Linked DNA regions of Mus musculus: regions 1, 2, 4, 5 and 6 are each linked to region 3. The links are chromatin contacts, called in public Hi-C, HiChIP or PLAC-seq and promoter capture Hi-C maps. All regions are on one chromosome and are shown on one strand. Each heading gives the region's core, a stretch centred on a gene start, on an enhancer-like site or on the middle of the called end of the contact. The rest is flanking DNA. Distances are from core to core; before and after follow the strand shown. Region 1 holds the start of Zdhhc18 (zinc finger, DHHC domain containing 18). Region 2 has its middle 12 kb from the start of Gm42322. Region 3 holds the start of Wasf2 (WAS protein family, member 2). Region 4 holds the start of Rpa2 (replication protein A2). Region 5 holds the start of Kdf1 (keratinocyte differentiation factor 1). Region 6 holds the start of Eya3 (EYA transcriptional coactivator and phosphatase 3).

Region 1 (2,700 bases), core at 56-2,555, 500 kb after region 3:
CTGGGACTGGAGCCAGAGATGGAGTTCTTAACCATAATGAATAATAAAAGAAACCAATAGGAAGAAGTAGGAGGGAAAGGTGGGACTCACCCCGGGTGCGTTCAAGTGGGGGTGTATGTGCCCTCAAGGAGTCACAGGGCAAGTGACTCCAGCTAGAGGCTGAGGGTGGGTGGAAACTTTGGATGCATGAGTGGCCCGAGAAAACTATAAGCAGCCACTCCTCCATCCTTCAGTCCTAAAACGGAGCTACAGTGTAGGCCAACCCTAGGTCACTGGGAAAAGGTCAGAAGCCCATAGGGGCAAATAAGACAGGCCGTGTGAAAGCACTCAGGTCTCTTTCCTGAAAAGGATCTTGATGCCGCCCGCTGTCCCGGTGGTGGACCGCCACCGAGGGATGCAGAGTGTCCGGAGGGGAAAGAGACAGGGCAGGGTGGGAGACACCTAGAGGACTAGGGAGCTAAGAGAGCGTCGGGAAGAAGCTTTGGAGAAACTAAGGAAAGTGCTGGAGAGAGAAGGGCCTGTCTGAGAGGCCCAGAGATGCTTTAGGGAGGACTGCCTCCGGGCCTAGGGTGACCATGACTGAGGGAAAGCGGGTGTGGGAGCCAGGACCCTGTAGAACCTTGGAGGGACTTGAGAGGACGCCTAGAAAAATTCATGGTAGGGTGTCCACAGCCAAAGGACACAAAAACTTACTTGTCTGAGGACAGGAATGAAAGACGCCTAGAAGGGTCAGAAAGAGCCTGGGATAGGCAAGAACCAGCCAGTGAGTGACCGCAGGTGGACCTGAGGGACCCGGCAAAAGCTGGTGACCCGGGCGGGGCACCCAAGGTCCGGGTGGCGAGAAGGGGTTCCGGGGTTCCGGGGCGGCGGGCGGAGGCCCGAGGGCTCACGGATGCGGGCGGGGAAGGAGCGGCGGCCGGGGACGCAGTGCCGGGGTGGGGGTGGGCGAACTCACTCGAAGACGAAGAAGAGGATGGTGGTGCTGAGGATGAGCAGCAGCGTGAGCGCGAAGACGCCGCCGTGGCCGGCCAGCATGAGCCGGCCTCCGCAGTAGAAGCGGTTGCGGCCCGGGAACACCTCCCACTTACGCCGGGGCCGGCGGCCCAGGCTCCCGCTGCCGCTGCCGCTGCCGCTCCAGCGCGGCGCGCCAGGCGCGGGCCCGGGGCTTGGAGCAGGGGGCGCGGCGGGGCCGGGGCGACGCGCCCCGGGGGAGGCGGGCGGCGGGGCGGCCCCGGGGCTTATCTGCTGGTACTCGCAGTCCTTCATGCGGCCGGCCGCGGGCCTCGGCTCCGCGCCCGGCCGCTCCGGGACCGGGCCGAGCAGCGGAGGTGGCGGCGGCGCGCGCGGCGCTGGCGGGCGGGCAGGCAGGCTCGCTCGGGTTGGCCTCTCCGCTGCCGCCCCGCCCCCGGCTCGCTCCGCAGCGCCTCCTGCGCCCAGCCCGGGCTCTGCAGATGCGGCCTCCAGGGCTCCCTCAGCTGCCGGTGCTCTCAGACCCTGCCTTAGGAGTCAGAGATTCAGGGGACAGCTCAGGCACTCCAGGCTCGCCCACCTCTGAGGGCAAGCTGGTAAGGGTGCTTTGAAAGTTCCGAGTGTCTAAAGGGGTGTGAGTGAAATATCCTTTAGTCTTTCCCTCCCTGCTGTCCTAGGTTCAACCCTGGGTTCTAGATAATCCCCAAATGGAGATCATGCCTAAGGGCCCCAAACTTTTTTCAGGTGGGTGTTTTCACAACAGACCTAACCAACCAGGAACTGGGGTGGGCTAACTCCTGGTGACTGAGACAAGTAGGGTTCAAGGACCTTCAGGCCAAGGTCCAAGGTGAATTTGCAACGAGCTGGGCTACAAGTGAGTCCCTGTTTCAGCTGAAAACACACACACACACGCGCACACTATATTTTCTAGGACTCAGGTCGGAAGTCCAGAAATATTTTAGCAAATTCTTTTACATGCATCACCCCCAAAGCTCATAGGGCTAAATCAGGCAGTCTTATCTGGAGCAAATGGGGTCCAGCCTCCTTGCAAACCATTCAAGTTGATGGTGGAACTTATTTCTCGTGATGTGACTGGAGGCCTGGGAGTTTTGCTGAAACTCCACCCAAAGTTACTAGAGCTCATTGCAGTGGCTCACCAGCGAGGTTTCTCTGAAGGACTTGTGCACTTCCTGAACCTGACAAGGAGAGTTTAGCATCCATTTGTGAAAACAGGGATTGCTAGCTGGCTATGGTGGCCCACGCCTTTACTCCCAGCACTTGGGAGGCAGAGGCAGGCGAATTTCTAAGTTCGAGGCCAGCCAGGTCTACAGAGTGAGTTCCAGAACAGCCAGGGCTACACAGAGAAACCCTGTCTCGAAAAACAAAACAAAAGAACAGGGATTGTTTTGCTTTTGGGATACTTGAGTATCCCACCCAGGACCTCACCAGCTGGGCAACCCCTGTCTCTAGCACTGAGCTGCTCCACCTGCCCTAAGACAGATCATTTGTGTTTGTGTGACTGAACGTGCACGTGGGGAGACCGAGAGGGCAGGCCTACGTATGCATGGAGGCCTGAAGAAGGTCTCAGATCCTTCAGAGCCGAAGTTCACTGTAAGATACCTAAATGGTTAGGTAGATGCTGGGGTCTGAACTGGGGCACCCATGATTGTTCGGCAAGTACTCTTAACCACTGTGATGGTTTGAATATGCTTGGCCCAGGTAATGAGAGCA
Region 2 (2,918 bases), core at 57-2,556, 320 kb after region 3:
TCCTAAGTTGTTTTGTTTTGTTGAAAAAAGATCTTCATATGCAGCTGAAGCTGAACTCCATTTGAGATCCTCCTGCCTCAGACACACATATAAAAGGCCACAGAAAGAAGTCTCGTTTAACTTTGGCACACTTTCCATTCCTCTGGAAGGAATGGGGACTGCTCAGAAGAAAATGACCCCAACACTGGAAGACTGAGGACAAAGTCAGTGACCGGATGCTTGAACATAAACAAGAAAACCCACCAGATAAATTGAGAGGGGGAGAGAGGATGGAGTGACTGGACTGTCCCCTGACTCTAGCAGGAGCTGGCTACCTACTTGTTTGGTCTCTACTTTTGAACTAAAAACTTCCTCCAAGAATGACGTCCGGAATCCCTCACCAACCGGGATCTTGGCGCCACCCTGTGGCTATTTCTGGAACTGCGCATCTATATTGATCCAGCTCTAGCTAAAGGCAAATTGCACCTTTCTCGTGTACATTGTCTCTTTTCTCGTTTCCTGTTCTCCTTTTCTTTTTTCTTTCGGCACTGGGTACGAATCCTGGGTCTCTTCACTTGCCAGACAAGTGCTCTGCCACAGAGCTACACTGTCACTCAGTCTTCTCTTTCTATTTATTGAGCACTGACTGTATGCTAGGTTCTGTGCTAGTGGTTCCTTCAGTGTAGCCTTTATAGTCCAGCAATGCTCTCACTTTATAGACGTGGAAGATGAGTCACAGAAAAGCTAAAGGTTCAATAAGAGACCCTGCCTTAAAAATAAGGGGGAGCACATTTGAGAAAGGCACCCAGTCACCCTCTGGCCTCGGTGCGCGTACGCACACTTACACACTGTATTGGTTTCTTTTCTTTCCTTTTGGGTTTTCGAGACAGGGTTTCTCTGTGTCGCCTTGGCTGTCCTGGAGCTCACTCTGTAGACCAGGCTGGCCTCGAACTCAGAAATCCGCCTGCCTCTGCCTCCCAAGTGCTGGGATTAAAGGTGTGCGACACCACGCCCACGCCCAATGGTACTTTCCTCTTAAGAACAGAAATTTGCCTGCCTCTGCCTCCCAAGTGCTGGGATTAAAGGCGTGAGCCACCATACCCGGTTTGGTTACTTTTCTGTTGCTGTGATAAAAGCCGAGGCACCTATAGAAGGAACACTTTAGGGTTAGGGACTCCAGAGGGAGGACAGTCCATTGTGGCGAGGACTGTGGCAGCAGGTGCCAGACACGGAGCCAAGAACAGGAAAGCTCACAATTGAACTGTAAACAGGAAACAGACAGAGCAAACTGGGAATGACAAGAGTCACTTCCTCCAAGGCCAGCATGCCCCCTAGGCCTCCCCGCAAACAGTGCCACCAACTGGGAACCAAGTATTCACAAGGCTGAGACTATAGGGGACATCTCATTAGAACCACCACACAGGCACACACACACACACACACACACACACACACACACACACACACACACACACGCATGCACACACGAGGACACTCACGAGCACACACGCTCTAAGGAAGACAGAGGAGAAGATGAAAACAGTCCAGCTGGTAAAAACACTTGCAACCCAAACCCAGTGGCACGAGCCAGGTCCCCAGAACCCACGTAAAATTCGGTGGCACACATCCACAACCATAGCATGCCTGTGGCAAGACGGGAGGCAGAGAGAGGCGAATCAGCTAGCAGCTCCGGGGCCAGCCAGCCTGCAGCTCACAGCATGGCTGAAAAGGCTGCCAGAGGCCCTGCCTCAAAACCAAGGTGGATGGTGGGAAACTGTCCTCTGACTCCACACCTGCACCTATGCACACATACACCAAATACTATCATTTTCTTAAAGGCTTTTTTTTTTTCAAGACAAGGTTTCTCTGTGTAGCCCTGACTGTCTTGGAACTCTCTCTGTAGACCATGTTGGCTTCAAACTCAGAGTTCTGCCTGCCTCTGCCTAAGGCACGTATCACCATGGCTGGCTAAAGACTTATTTTCTTTAGATCTAAACTGAAAAAAAAAATAAAAATAAAAAACAAAAAACAACAAAAAAAAACCTTTTATGTTCTATATAGGACTTTTTCCTGCATGGATGTCTGTGTACCATGTGAATGCCTGGTGCCTGCGGAGGCCAGAATCACACATCAGATCCCCTGGAATTGGGGTTACAGATGGTTATGAACCACTGTGTGTGTGAGCTCTAGGAATCAAACCTGAGACCTTTACCATAGCAGCCAGTGCTCTTAACTGCCGAGCCATCTGTCCAGCCAAATTCGGTTTATTTTTAATTACATGTCTCTCTGTGGATATATGCGGGTATCTGCAGAGGCCAGAAGAGGATGTCAGGAGGCAGCCAATAGGGTGCTGGGAACTCTGATCTCAGGGCCTCTGCAAGAGCAGCAAGTATGTTTGGCTTGGCTTCTTGGTGTTGGCTGATTGGTTGCTTTTTTGAATCAGTGTTTCTCTGTATAGCCCTGGCTATTCTGGAGCTTGCTCTGTAGACCAGGCTGGCCTCAAACTCAGAGATCTGCCTGCTTAAAGGTGTGCACCACCACACCTGGCTTTACAGTACACAGTGTTAACTGCTGAGCCACTTCTCCACCCCCTGCCCCTGAGACATCTCTCCAGCCCCCCACACATTCTTTTTCTTTTCTTTCTTTCTTTTTTTTTAAACAATCTGATATTTTTTCTTTTTAATTACATTTTATTTACTTATTTTCTGCATGCAGAGAAGAGGGGTACCTGTGCCACCAAACTGCTGTGGAGGTCATAGGACAAGTTTTCAGAGTTGGTTCTCTCCTCCTGCTATGTGAGACATGGGACTTGAACTCAGGTTGTCAGGCTTGGAGGCAAGCACCTTTCTCCAGCGTCAGTTTCTATTTCTAACAATTTCTTAAAGATGGGGGGTAGGAGGGTCGGAGCTAGACATGCAAATGTACAAAGCAGGAAAATT
Region 3 (2,812 bases), core at 300-2,799:
CCACCACTGCCTGGCCACTTTTCCACAAGAATATTGGTCTAGCTGGTTTTACAGTGACCAGAGTGAAAGAAACAGTCACCCAGCACCCTTAGGACCATCCTGGCCTGTTAAGGGGATGAGAAAAAAAAAAGCCATTTTCAGGTGACAAGATGTCACAGAGTAAGAAATACAGGAATAGATGCTAAGTGGTGTAGGTCTGAGTTCTGTGGTCATTTCCAACTAGCTGGGTGGCTGCGGGAAAACTGTATCAAGTATTCAGGGTGTTGTATGTGTGCGTGTATGTTGTATGTGAGGATGGACCAGTGCAGGCCAGAGAATCACCTCAGGTGCTGTTCTTCAGGCAACTTTTACCTTGGTTTTAGTAACTGGCTCTCTCATTGGCCCAGTCTGGAGGAGCAGGCTAGGCTAGGCTGGGCCTGTGAGCTAGAGCTCTGCCTGTCTCTGCCTCCCCAGCGCTGCGAAGTCAGTATCATCGGGCCTGTTAGGCTTTGTTTGGAATCTGAGTTCTCAAACGCAGGTCCTCATTCTTTCAAAGCAGCACTTTACTGACTGAGCCGTGTCGTGTCGTGACCTCCACCCCACCGCCCTCACACCGTGCACCCTTTTTGAAAGGAAGCAAAGAGGGAGGCAGACGTGGCGGTAACAAAGCCTGCCTAAGATCCATTCTTCCACAAGAGGCCAATACCTGCTCTACAGAGATGCTCTAGTATACTAAATGTGCTAAGCCGGACTCGTCACGTTGTCACCCAGCCGCAGCATTTTGTATTCTATAAGTCACTTGGGAGTGTATTCTCAAACTGCCCACCTTCATGGACTGGGACGTGCCAGGGCCTACTGCATCTATTTTGTAGAACAAAGTGAGAACTAGGTAGGCAGCAGTTGTCCGAAGTTGCAGAGTGAAGTGACAGGTGTTTGGCTCACCTGACAGTGGCCTCTCAGAACTAGCTCCCAATCTCAGGATGCCAGCTTCACCCGAATACCTATCCTTTGGGGTGAGCTGAAGCCTATGACTCACTCGCCCCCACCCGACTTTCGGTCCCGCTTGGGACAAGGCGTGAAGGGACAGAACGATCTGCCACTTGAGGGGTGTCTACAGAAAGTTCATAGGCTCGGCCTGTTCTTTACACAAAAAACAGGCTGGCTCTCTGGACTCTAATAAAAATAAATCGTGTTTCAATACATGTTAGCCGAGGTCTTTCCCTGTCTTAGCAGATATTTTTGTACTTAAACTTGGGCGTCGATGTACCTTTAGTCCCATCTCCACTTCACTTGGTTTGTCCTCGCCTCTGTTTACTCCGATTGCGGAAGTCGCTCGGGTGGAGTTCCCGGGACACTACCTTTGAATACGTCTTTTGCGTACTTATTTAATTGGCATTGGATTCAGACCAATGGGATAGCTGGGGGCTCCGGGCGGGTGGGGCAGGGAGCCAATCAGAACGGTTGGCGGGGTGTGGCTGCGTCCCGGGGCGGGGAAATCGCGTAATGGCGGACTCAGGCCGGTGGAGTGCGGCTGGGGGCGTAGCGCGCTGAGGGGGGCGTCCGGCTGAGTAGCAGCCCGCGAAGCAGTAGGCTGGAGCGTTCTCCGTGGGGACGCGGACCGGCTGCCCAGCCCTTCATGTCGCTGAGGGCGACTGCGCGAGGTCAGGTGAGCAACAAGTCCCCCTGGGCGCGCCCGGCTGTGAGAGGCGAGCGCCGGCCCGGCCACCCCTGCAAGGGTCCGGTGGCACCGGGTGTCTGCTCTGACGGTCGCTGGTGCGGCTCGTGTGTTGTCAGCGCCGTGGCGACACCTCAGGGGTGGTGGTGACCCAGAGTGCCCTTCGGAGACTAGGGAGGGTCGGCGAAAGTGGCCCTACCACCAACCCACTGTGTGTTCTTGAGCAAGTCACTTCCGTCTTCGGGCCTCAGTTTACCATTTGTAAATAGACTTCACCGAAGCCTGTGAATTGGGTCTCAGCAACTCCCCGAGCTCCTGGACAAGTTCATCTCCAGGCTGAGCCTCAGTTTCCATATTTGGACCATAAAGTAATTGAGGTGCTCTTTGGGGACCCTGGCTGCTAGGCTGGGGGTAGGGACATTGTGGAGGAGTGTGTGAGCACGCGCACATGTGCACAGAATGAGCCCTACAGAAAGGAGCCTTGGCTTACGGGCCACTGGTACCAATGCATGGGTGCTACCCAGATCGTGACAGGGAAGGGCTAAGTCCTGTGGTCCTTTGAGATGAGGAAATGTTCATAGATTCAGAGATCAGGGGTTACCCTTGGCGTTTAAGCCCAGCACTGAAGAGGAAGAAAGCCAAGGAAAATGTTAATGGTTGTCCTACTATGTGCCAAACCTTAGGTATAAGTGCTTGTTTAGTTTTTCCAGCTGTCCTTGTAAGTTTACTGGTGAGGAAGTCAAGTAGGTTTCAGAGAAGTAACTTGCTCAGGGTGACACCGGAACGTGTGGCACTTACCAAAGTGAGGGTGTTTCCTCTGGGAAGCACCGGGCGCGCAGGGATAAGTTAGTGTTCTCTTACAAAGTTTGCTTTGTCATAAATGGAGGGAGGGGTCTAGCCTGGAGAGTTGATTTCACTTTTGGTGTGGAGACAGGCTAGGTCTTAAGCTCAGGATTATTAATTATAAGCCCATCTCCTTTTCTTGCTTTGTGACTAAGGAAGGGCCATTTCTGAGTGTTAAAAATCACTTCGAAGTGTGTCAGGACAGCAGAGGATTCCGTTTGAGTCCCAGGCAGGTGTCACCAATATTTGTTGTATAGAGACATGAGTTTTGACTCCAGGTGGTGTCATCAGAGTGTCTTTCTCTCCTCTGTACAA
Region 4 (2,876 bases), core at 273-2,772, 360 kb before region 3:
CTCTAGTGCTCGATCAGCTTTTAGACGAAGGTGTATGACTCATATAATGACTGGTTGAAATCACGGGAGACTGAGAGGGAGACAAAACTGGGGGCAAGACAGCAGGACATCTTTGGATCTTTTTAACTGTGGCCATGTATGGCCATGAGGTTTCTTTTGTTTGTTTTCTTTTTTTTTTCTTCAAGACAGGGTTTCCCTGTGCAGCCTTGACTGTCCTAGAACTCACACTGTAGACCAAGCTGGCCTCAAATTCACAGAGATCCACCTGCCTCCACCTCCCAAGTGTTGGGGTTAAAGGCGTGTGCCAACCCCTCCCCCAGGTAGGGTTTCTTTCTTTGAAAACATGAACATGTTATCTATGCCCTGGATACAAGCCTGTGTGTGCGTATGAACATGTGTGCTGGAGTGTGTGCTTGTGTGTGTGTGTGTAGAGGACAACTTGTAGGAGTTGTGATGGAGCAGCCTGACTCCACCTTAAGTTCTGAAGCCATCTTATCATACTACCAAAATAAGTCCATTCCTCTTTTCTATAAAACTTAATTTGACCAGGTCTTGACCAACTTTCTGAATTTCGACAGGTTCCACACCCTATACCCTGATTTCAGTCTGATAGACGTTCTGCCAAATAATGCTGAAATGTTCGACCAAGTGCCTACATAACCCTTGAAAATGTCCATATTCTTGCAGTTTTGGGGGTTATATAAACCTCACCTCTTGTGTTCGATGCTGTTTTCTCATTTTGTATTTGTTTTGTTTTTTCGAGACAGGGTTTCTCTGTGTAGCCTTGGCTGTCCTGGAACTCACTCTGTAGACCAGGCTGGCCTCGAACTCAGAAATCCTCCTGCCTCTGCCTCCTAAATGCTGGGATTAAAGGTCTGTGCCACCACTGCCCGGCGATGCTGTTTTCTCAAAACCCCAGTTTAGCGAGATAGCCATCTCTGACAAAATTAAGCTTGCTTAATTTGACCAAAAATTGTTTAATCATTTCTACTCATCTTCAGTGGGATTAACAGTTGAGCCTCTCCTTCCACCATCACGCAGGTATTTATTTATGAATACAATATCACTATCTTCAGACACACCAGAAGAGGACAGCAGATCCCATTATAGATGGTTGTGATCCACCATGTGGTTGCTGGGAATTGAACTCGGGAGTTCTGGAAGAGCAGAAAACTAGCAGTTTGGCGGGAAAAGGGGGCTAGCGAGCGGCGGAAGTGATGTAGGGTTGCATGCGACGGAGATGGGGTGTGTGTGAAGAATGCTTGAGGATGGCCCCGGAAGTATCGTTTTGATTGGTTGTTTTCTTGAATACTGTCCTATCGGAAATTTGCCCTCAGTAAAGATGGCCGCGCATGCTTCCATTCCTTCTTGGGGCCGGGTGTTTTTCCTAAGCTTGGCCTTGATACCGAAAAAAAAAGGAGGGGACTCATGAGTTCTGATTGGCTGAAGGTAAATGTGTCCAGGGCGCTGATTGGCTGTCCCTTCGCGGGAAGGAGTTTGTGGCGCCAGTGCAAAGTAGCCAGAAGGCTGCCACGCCAGAGCGGCACAGAGTTCCCAAGTGTTCTTAGTTTTCGTGTCCGAGCGTCTTGGGCCGCTCTCTCCGGAGAACTGCGACCAGGATGTGGAATAGTAATGGCGGGCGTGGGGAGAGTCACGCGAGGGTGTTGGGAGTGGGCGAGTCTGGCGCAGGAAGGCCGGGACGGAGCGAGAGGCCCGAGGCGGGCTCGGCGGCGTTCGCGGGGTGGCAGGGGGATTGTCGCGGCTGGGGCGGTGGGGACAGCGGTCGCCAGGTATAGAGATGGGGAGCGCAGCGCAGACTCTGACGACGGTCGTTCCCCGCAGGCGGATTCGAAAGCTTCAGCAGCTCCACCTATGGCGGAGCAGGCGGCTACACGCAGTCCCCCGGTGGCTTCGGGTCGCCCACACCGTCGCAGGCGGAGAAGAAATCGGTACGTAGACTGACGGCTCCGTTCTCATTTGTGTCCTGGCCAGGAGGGAACGTGTTTTCGTGCGGGAGGGTGGCACACCCCAAGGTGTCAGAAGCTGTCCGTTACCTACCTTGTCTTTTGTATGGTCAAGTGGGGAACAGGGTTTTTATTATTTTATTGTTTGGCAAGCCTGCAGTGGTTCGCCCGGCCTCCATTTTCCTGGCCCTACCACTCGAAAGTATGCTTTAGTAGAGTTTAATATCGCTGTCCCCAGGGCACAAAAATCCCTGAAGAACAAGAGTCCACTGTGTTCAGAACAGGTTTGGGGTTGTTTCCTGTTGGTAACTGACAGGAAGGACACGCTAAGCCTTAATCTGCTGGGCTTTTTCTGCCTCGTACATATTCATTGTATGACCAAGTGTTTTGGAGGTGTTTGTAGCTCTGGCTGGCCTGGAACTCAGAGATCCACCTGCCTGTACACTGTAGTTGTCTTCAGACACACCAGAAGAGGGCATCAGATACCACTACAGATGGTTGTGAGCCACCGTATGGTTGCTGGGAATTGAACTCAGGACCTCTGGAAGAGCAGTCAGTGCTCTTAACCGCTGAGCCATCTCTCCAGCCCAAAAAGATCCTTTCTTAAAAAACAAACAAACTACATTGCTCGTAGGTGGCTTGAGAGGCAAGTGTCTTTGCTAGATGCTCCTCTGCCCACTCCATCTGACTCTCCTGTTAAGATGCCCAAAGATGAGCAGCTTGACGAAACTCACCAGGTTTTCTGCAGAGACTGCCATCTGGTTGCCAGAATATCTCCTAAAAGAAGCTATACTTCTAACTTCTTCCATTTTATCAAGAAACCTAGAGCATCTTCGTAGTCCTTTTTCTGCTTGTCATTTCTCAAGCCTTTTCACAAGGCCCTGTTGTCTCCGTGGTGTCCTGAACACTGCT
Region 5 (2,700 bases), core at 93-2,592, 390 kb after region 3:
TTGAGACAGGGTTTCTCTGTGTATCCCTGGCTGTCCTGGAACTCACTTTGTAGACCAGGCTGGCCTCAAACTCAGAAATCTGCCTGCCTCTGCCTCCCAAGTGCTGGGATTAAAGGTGTGTGCCACCATGCCCCTCATGGTTTTTTTTGTTTGTTTGTTTGTTTTTTTGAGATGGGGTCTCTCTACATAGTCCTGCCAATCCTGGAACTCACTCTGTAGACCAGGCTGGCCTGGAACTCACAGAGGTCCACCTTACTGCCTCCAAAGAGCTGGGATTAAAGGCATGTGCCACCACATCTGGCTAGAGAGGTCTATATCTACAGAGGGGACACTGGAAAATGGAAAGTGACTTGCTCCCATGTCAAACAGTTCAAAAAGAGCAAGAAAGACATCAGGGACTATGTTGGCTGTGGAGGCGCATGCCTGTGATCCCAGCACTCCATAGATAAGAGGAGCAAGTCTTCAAGGGCAGCCTTGGCTACATAGGGAGCTAGAGGCCAGCCTGGGGTACATGAGACTTTGTCTCAGAAAACTTGAACAATCTACGGCTGCACCCCTGGGAACATACCTGATCTAGGCTGATCTTGACTCGAAGCAGGACAGGATATGGCTGGTCTTCCCAGGATCTTGTATTGGAAGACCTAGGTAAGAGGAGCTGAAGAGAGAGTTCTGCCTCAGAGAGCACTGGCTGCTCTTCAAAGTTCCAAGGTCCCCAGTTCGACTCTCAAGTGCTCACATAACAGCTCACAACCCTCTGTAACTCCAGTTCCAGGGCATCCCATGCCCTCCTCTGCTCCCTTACCTGTGGGCACAAGGCACGCAAGTGGTGCATGGATGTACAAGCAGGCAAGACATTCATACATATAAAAACATTTAATGTAAAAAAAGAGAAACCTAAATAAGTGAATATGTAGACAGACAGATAGATAGACAAGAGATCATTGCCTAGCTATTCAAACAGTGAAGAATATTTACTAAGCAGTTGGTATGTGCCAGGCGCTGTACTAGGGAAACAAGACCAGACCTTACCCTCAAGGTCAGAGGCTAAAAGGAGGAGACAAAAGACAGGAAAGCAACAGTCTGCTGGGAACTATAATAAAGAGTCCAGAGAACTGTTCCACATGACAGAGCTAGGGACTCAGGGGCCCGGACGGCTTCCCAGGAGGCATGCATGCCCTTTAAGTAGGAGCTTTGCGGCCCGGTAGGCGCCCCATGGGCTCTCCGATACTTCCAGGACACTGGACTATAGAGCAGAGAGGGGACCTAAGCACTGTTGCCCGATGATGGCCCCTCTCAGGGCCTCACTCTCCTGGCTGGGCCGGAGCTGGGCGGGGCCTCGGCCAGGTGCGCGGCGGCGCTCGGCGGAGGCAGGAAGTGTGTCCCCAGCGGCGCCCCGTGCCGCGCTCCCGCGAGACGCTTACCTGCGACCCAGGTGAGTGCCGAGGGGGGCGGGGGAAGGGCCGAGCGGAGGCGGCTCACCTGGCTGGGCAGGTAAGGCCGGCGCGGGTCCGCGGGGGCGCGGGGCGGTGCAGCCCCGGGTGGGTGACCCTGGAGGCCGCGCCTGGACGGCGGCGGGGCGCGGGCCCTGCTCCTCGGGCCCCGACGTCCACTTCCGGGGTGCGCGGGGCCCGGCCGGAGCGGCCCGAACGGGCGCAGGGCTGGGCTGGGCTGGGCGGGCCGAGAGGCCCCTGGGGTGCTAGGACCCAGCACCGTGCGTGGAACAGCGTCGGGAGTCGCGGGCCACGGCGCTGGTGGCAAGCGAGGCGGTGCGCGCCCCGACGGCAACGCGAGCCCTGCCGCCTGGACGCGCGCGGCTCCTGCTTGCAGATGAGACAGTGGCTGGGGCTGTGCCAGGGGGGTGCACAGTACCCTGCGCCCGAGCTGAGCAGAGCTGAGCGCGGCTCGCTGACCATACGTTTGCCTGGACAGAGGCTGCTGCAGCCGGCTCGTCCTGGGGACACAGGGAGGAGGGCCCATGGAGAGCCCCCGAGTCTGTCTGTCTGTCCGTCTGTCTCTGTGTTTTGTGGGGACTGTCGGAAAGGCGAAGGCAGTGAGAAATCAGAGAATCCTGGGGCCATCAGACCTTGAGGCATCCTTGCGATGCCTTCGAACGCTGCCAAGTTAGAGAATGCCAAGAGTGTGTCTTCCCAGGCTTTTGCTAAACACGGAGCTCCACCCCCAACCCCCATACCTCCGTAGAGGGTTAGAAGGACATTAATCTCTCCTCTTTTGAGAGATGAGGTTTTCCATTTTTATTTTACGTCACATTGGTTTATTATTTACTTATATTTAAGTTAATTTAATATATATTTTGTTTTGCTTTTTGAGATAGGGTCTCATATGGCCCAGGCTAGGCCCAATATTCAGCCAAGGATGACTCTGAAGTCCTCATCATCTCATCGTGTCTTGTGCTGGAATTACAGACGTGGGCCACCTCACTACTCTAAGATGAACCTATTTAAAGATGAGGAAGCTGGGTCCAAGACTCTTGTCCCAGGCCAAAATTGAGGCAAAAATTGGTCCCACTAAATTAAGTGAGCAGTGTCACTGGGTTGTCAGGAGGGATGGACCAGGGACAATCGTGGGAAAAGGAAGGTGTAGATGGATGGTTTGAAGGGACGCTCATGCAAGGCACTATTCATACCACAAACAGGAAGGCTGACTGCTTGGTTGTTTAAGTTTCAGACAGGGTCTCTCTCT
Region 6 (2,928 bases), core at 148-2,647, 490 kb before region 3:
ATTAAGGCTTTCACGGGAGGCTCTCTTCTGTATTGAGTATAGGGTAGCAAACATGAATGGGACCCTCAGAATTACATACTGACTGTGGTTCATACCAACACAGGTGGAAAATGGTCCGATTCTGCAAAGACTTTGAAGACAGCATCTACTGATTGTGCTAAGTAGGTGTGATGTGTGAGAAAGAGCAGTTAAGATGCTCGCTCCCCAAAAAGTAGTTGCTTAGAAAATTGTTGAAATAGAAGCAGTTAATAAAAATCTTTTATTTTTATTTGTATTGAAAAGCTAGGTTTTTGTTTTTTAAACTTTGTGGGTTAATCTAATATTTGTAATTCTGGGTCTTTTTTTCTTTTTTTTAAAGATTTATTTATTTATTATATGTAAGTACACTGTAGCTGTCTTCAGACACTCCAGAAGAGGGAGTCAGATCTCATTACGGGTGGTTGTGAGCCACCATGTGGTTGCTGGGATTTGAACTTTGGACCTTCGGAAAAGCGGTCCGGTGCTCTTACCCACTGAGCCATCTCACCAGCCTGGGTCTTTTTTTCTTGAGGGTCTTTCCCTTCAAACATGAATGGAATTGAATACACTGACAACTATACAAAGCCTGTCTTCAACTCCATTCCTCGTCCACACTTGAGTTGTATTTTAGAATTAATGAAGCATTAAAAAATGTTTCTGAGCTAAGAAGGTGGATCTCTTGATTTCGAGCCCAGTCTGATCTTTAGAGGGAATTCTAGGCCAAGGTCCATAGAGAAAAACTTTTCTTGGAAAAACAACAACAAAAAACCACCCCCACACACACCAAAACAAAAACAAAAACAAAAACAACAAAATGTTCCTGAAAACAATTTGCACAAAATGAAGGCAGCTGCAAGTGTAATATAATACTAGGTATAAACTAAATTTTCGGATAGAAATGTTCACTTTGAGTTAGCCTTTCAAGTGTCTTCAAAAGTTCCCATCCATTTTTCCTCTCCTAGTCTTTCTAACTCGACCAATTGCAGTCAACATTTTTCAACTTCGTCGTCCCTTTACGGTAGGAATCACACACATTTTTTTTTTTTAGAACTTACTTTCAAAGATGAGAGCGGTGGCTGGGCATGGAGGCACAAGCCCTAGGCTGAAGGAGGAGGGTCCCCAGTTCGAGATCAGCCTGATCTGACTTTGTTTTGGGGAGGGCGGGAGTACTTTTCACGAAGGCGGCGGCAATTTAGCAGCACCAGCATCCTCGGAAAGTCATCTCGTGCGTAAGATCCAGGGAGTCAATCACGCAACTGGGTCTGCGAGGTGGGCGGGACCTAAGCCTTGCCCCGCCCCGAGACGATTGACTGGTCCTCTGGGTTCTGTCGGAACGGGGTGTGGATTGTTAGGCGGTCCCGCATCTACTTCCGGTGGCTAGGGATGCGCATCCGGGTCACGCTAACGCCGCGGTTTCCGCCACTCTGTTGGTTCCAGAGTGGGTCCGTAATCGTCCCATGTCGTGCTGGGCAGTGTCTGCAGCCGTCTGGTGAGTCCCCGCCGCCGCCAGGGTGTGAGCGCGGTGGCTCGGGTGCAGCGTTCGGGGTCCCGGCTGAAGAGGTCCTCCTTGGTCGTGCTGGGTAGGGGGTCCCGTCACCGTCCCCCTCGTCCCTGCCTGCCGGTCTGCCCTCGAGCTTTTCCCGGGCGTCGCTCTGGCCTCGCCCCTTCTCGCCTAGGCGCCGGGTCTCTGCCTCCCCCTTCTCTCAGCACTTCTTCCCGATCCACTGTTTTTCCACCCGGAGCGTTGGGGTTCGGCTCTGTCCCCCAGCCCTCCTCGCCTGTGACCCTTCCCCCCTCCAGGGACTGGTAGATGACAAGAGTGTTGCGCCTGCCCTTTCAGAGCGAGAGGGCTTCCTCCGAGTCCAGATCCTGGCCGACTGCTCCAGCTTGGAGGCGCGAGGTTAGACTTGAGGTCGCTTCCCCAGTTAGAGAACAACAAAGGCGTCCCCAGGTCCTCGCACTGCCTCAGTTTGCTGGGCTCTCTGGGCAGCAGCGAACAGGTGGCGGACTCGCTGGCGGGCTTGTGAGATCTCCTGAATTGACAGGTCTTCGTCCTGTCTGTTTTGAGTCCTCTGTCCCACGAGAATGGATGTGCACAGCTGAGGCAAAAGTGCGGATGTTCTTCACTCTGCATGGATTTAAAGTTAGAGGACTCCGGGTTTCTAAACTTTTAAACGACTGTGATGTGGTGTGGTGTTGCTGTTTTCTGCCAAGATTCACCAATGTAATATCATTTTCCTTATAAGCCAGACATTGTTTCTTAGAACGTTCTTTTTAACTTCTTTTTCTCTAGTGTTGCTACCATGGTTTAGAAATCATGATCTTAGCATTTTAAAATTTAAGACATCTTATCTTACATTTTCTGGAGGTTTAAAATCATCTATAATGTGAAAAGGGTTAGACTTTATAATGGTTAATGTCCTGTTTCTCAAATTTTGTGATCTAAGGTATATCTAGAGGTACAAATTTGGATAATTCTTTTTTTTTCCTCCCTTCCGGTTTTTGGGGTGTTTGTAGCATATCATTGCAACCATCATTTTCTTTTCGTCATTTTGTGCGTGATCAGTCTAAAATTCAGTATTAATAATTAAATATGTACAGAACAAATAACCGCGTTTATTATTGGTTCCTCTTGGCACAGTTCTCCCTCATATACACATAAGAGAATAGAACATAGACTGCCATATTCCAAAATTGGGCCACTCCCTTCACCTATTTTTAGCAAAGGACTTTGGAGCTTGGCCATGTTAGTCCTAGATGCCACAGAGAAAGACCCTTCTGGTTGGCTTTCAGGATTAACCTGGCCAGGGAAGCCCCTATGAACATTTATCTGTCCTCCCCTGCACCTACACAAACTGGGAAGAGGAGCCTTTGTTCAGCCTGACCTCCTCATTTCCCAGCAACAACCCC

What was found. Promoter capture Hi-C pulls out the DNA fragments that hold promoters and counts their contacts. A called contact is a pair of places that touch in the nucleus more often than the background predicts. HiChIP or PLAC-seq counts read pairs in DNA pulled down with a chosen protein or histone mark. Capture Hi-C pulls out chosen DNA fragments and counts their contacts.
Region 1: a contact with region 3 is called in an H3K4me3 HiChIP or PLAC-seq map of bone marrow-derived macrophages, with 4 times the contacts expected there. The contact joins the promoter of Zdhhc18 here to the promoter of Wasf2 in region 3. A contact is called at or near these places in 1 of 39 promoter capture datasets (liver) and 2 of 115 datasets of contacts at active chromatin or transcription factors (bone marrow-derived macrophages and microglia).
Region 2: a contact with region 3 is called in a promoter capture Hi-C map of liver, with 2.3 times the contacts expected there. The contact joins the enhancer-like site here to the promoter of Wasf2 in region 3. A contact is called at or near these places in 2 of 39 promoter capture datasets (hippocampal neurons and liver) and 3 of 115 datasets of contacts at active chromatin or transcription factors (bone marrow-derived macrophages, embryonic stem cells and pancreatic cancer cells).
Region 4: a contact with region 3 is called in a Hi-C map of CD4 T cells, with 5 times the contacts expected there. The contact joins the promoter of Rpa2 here to the promoter of Wasf2 in region 3. A contact is called at or near these places in 1 of 39 promoter capture datasets (neutrophils), 2 of 484 Hi-C or Micro-C datasets (B cells and CD4 T cells), 1 of 115 datasets of contacts at active chromatin or transcription factors (astrocytes) and 1 of 9 other capture datasets (adipose tissue).
Region 5: a contact with region 3 is called in a promoter capture Hi-C map of adipose tissue. The contact joins the promoter of Kdf1 here to the promoter of Wasf2 in region 3. A contact is called at or near these places in 2 of 39 promoter capture datasets (hematopoietic stem and progenitor cells and liver), 1 of 115 datasets of contacts at active chromatin or transcription factors (embryonic stem cells) and 1 of 9 other capture datasets (adipose tissue).
Region 6: an HNF4G HiChIP or PLAC-seq map of pancreatic cancer cells shows a contact between it and region 3. The contact joins the promoter of Eya3 here to the promoter of Wasf2 in region 3. A contact is called at or near these places in 1 of 39 promoter capture datasets (liver) and 2 of 115 datasets of contacts at active chromatin or transcription factors (embryonic stem cells and pancreatic cancer cells).

Annotation. Positions count from the first base shown.
Region 1 is chr4:133,632,124-133,634,823 of GRCm38.p6, forward strand. Zdhhc18 (zinc finger, DHHC domain containing 18) reads right to left here and starts at 1,306. Exons shown (of 8, transcript NM_001017968.2): 1 at 956-1,306. The coding sequence starts at 1,266.
Region 2 is chr4:133,451,350-133,454,267 of GRCm38.p6, forward strand. No RefSeq gene overlaps it. Among named protein-coding and RNA genes, the nearest start is that of Gm42322, 12 kb to the left of the region's middle. Within about 2 kb of position 1,307, at least 8 of the 459 cell types and tissues checked have an H3K27ac peak or open chromatin away from gene starts, as enhancers often do. A contact at or near this core is called in liver, where this site is marked.
Region 3 is chr4:133,129,084-133,131,895 of GRCm38.p6, forward strand. Wasf2 (WAS protein family, member 2) reads left to right here and starts at 1,550. Exons shown (of 9, transcript NM_153423.6): 1 at 1,550-1,645.
Region 4 is chr4:132,766,838-132,769,713 of GRCm38.p6, forward strand. Rpa2 (replication protein A2) reads left to right here and starts at 1,523. Exons shown (of 9, transcript NM_011284.3): 1 at 1,523-1,629; 2 at 1,843-1,949. The coding sequence starts at 1,620.
Region 5 is chr4:133,517,621-133,520,320 of GRCm38.p6, forward strand. Kdf1 (keratinocyte differentiation factor 1) reads left to right here and starts at 1,343. Exons shown (of 4, transcript NM_133707.2): 1 at 1,343-1,432. Gm42323 (predicted gene, 42323) reads right to left here and starts at 2,238. Exons shown (of 3, transcript NM_001378703.1): 1 at 1,480-2,238; 2 at 569-641. The coding sequence starts at 2,189.
Region 6 is chr4:132,637,649-132,640,576 of GRCm38.p6, forward strand. It overlaps Eya3 (EYA transcriptional coactivator and phosphatase 3), which reads left to right and starts at 1,398. Exons shown (of 17, transcript NM_210071.2): 1 at 1,398-1,507.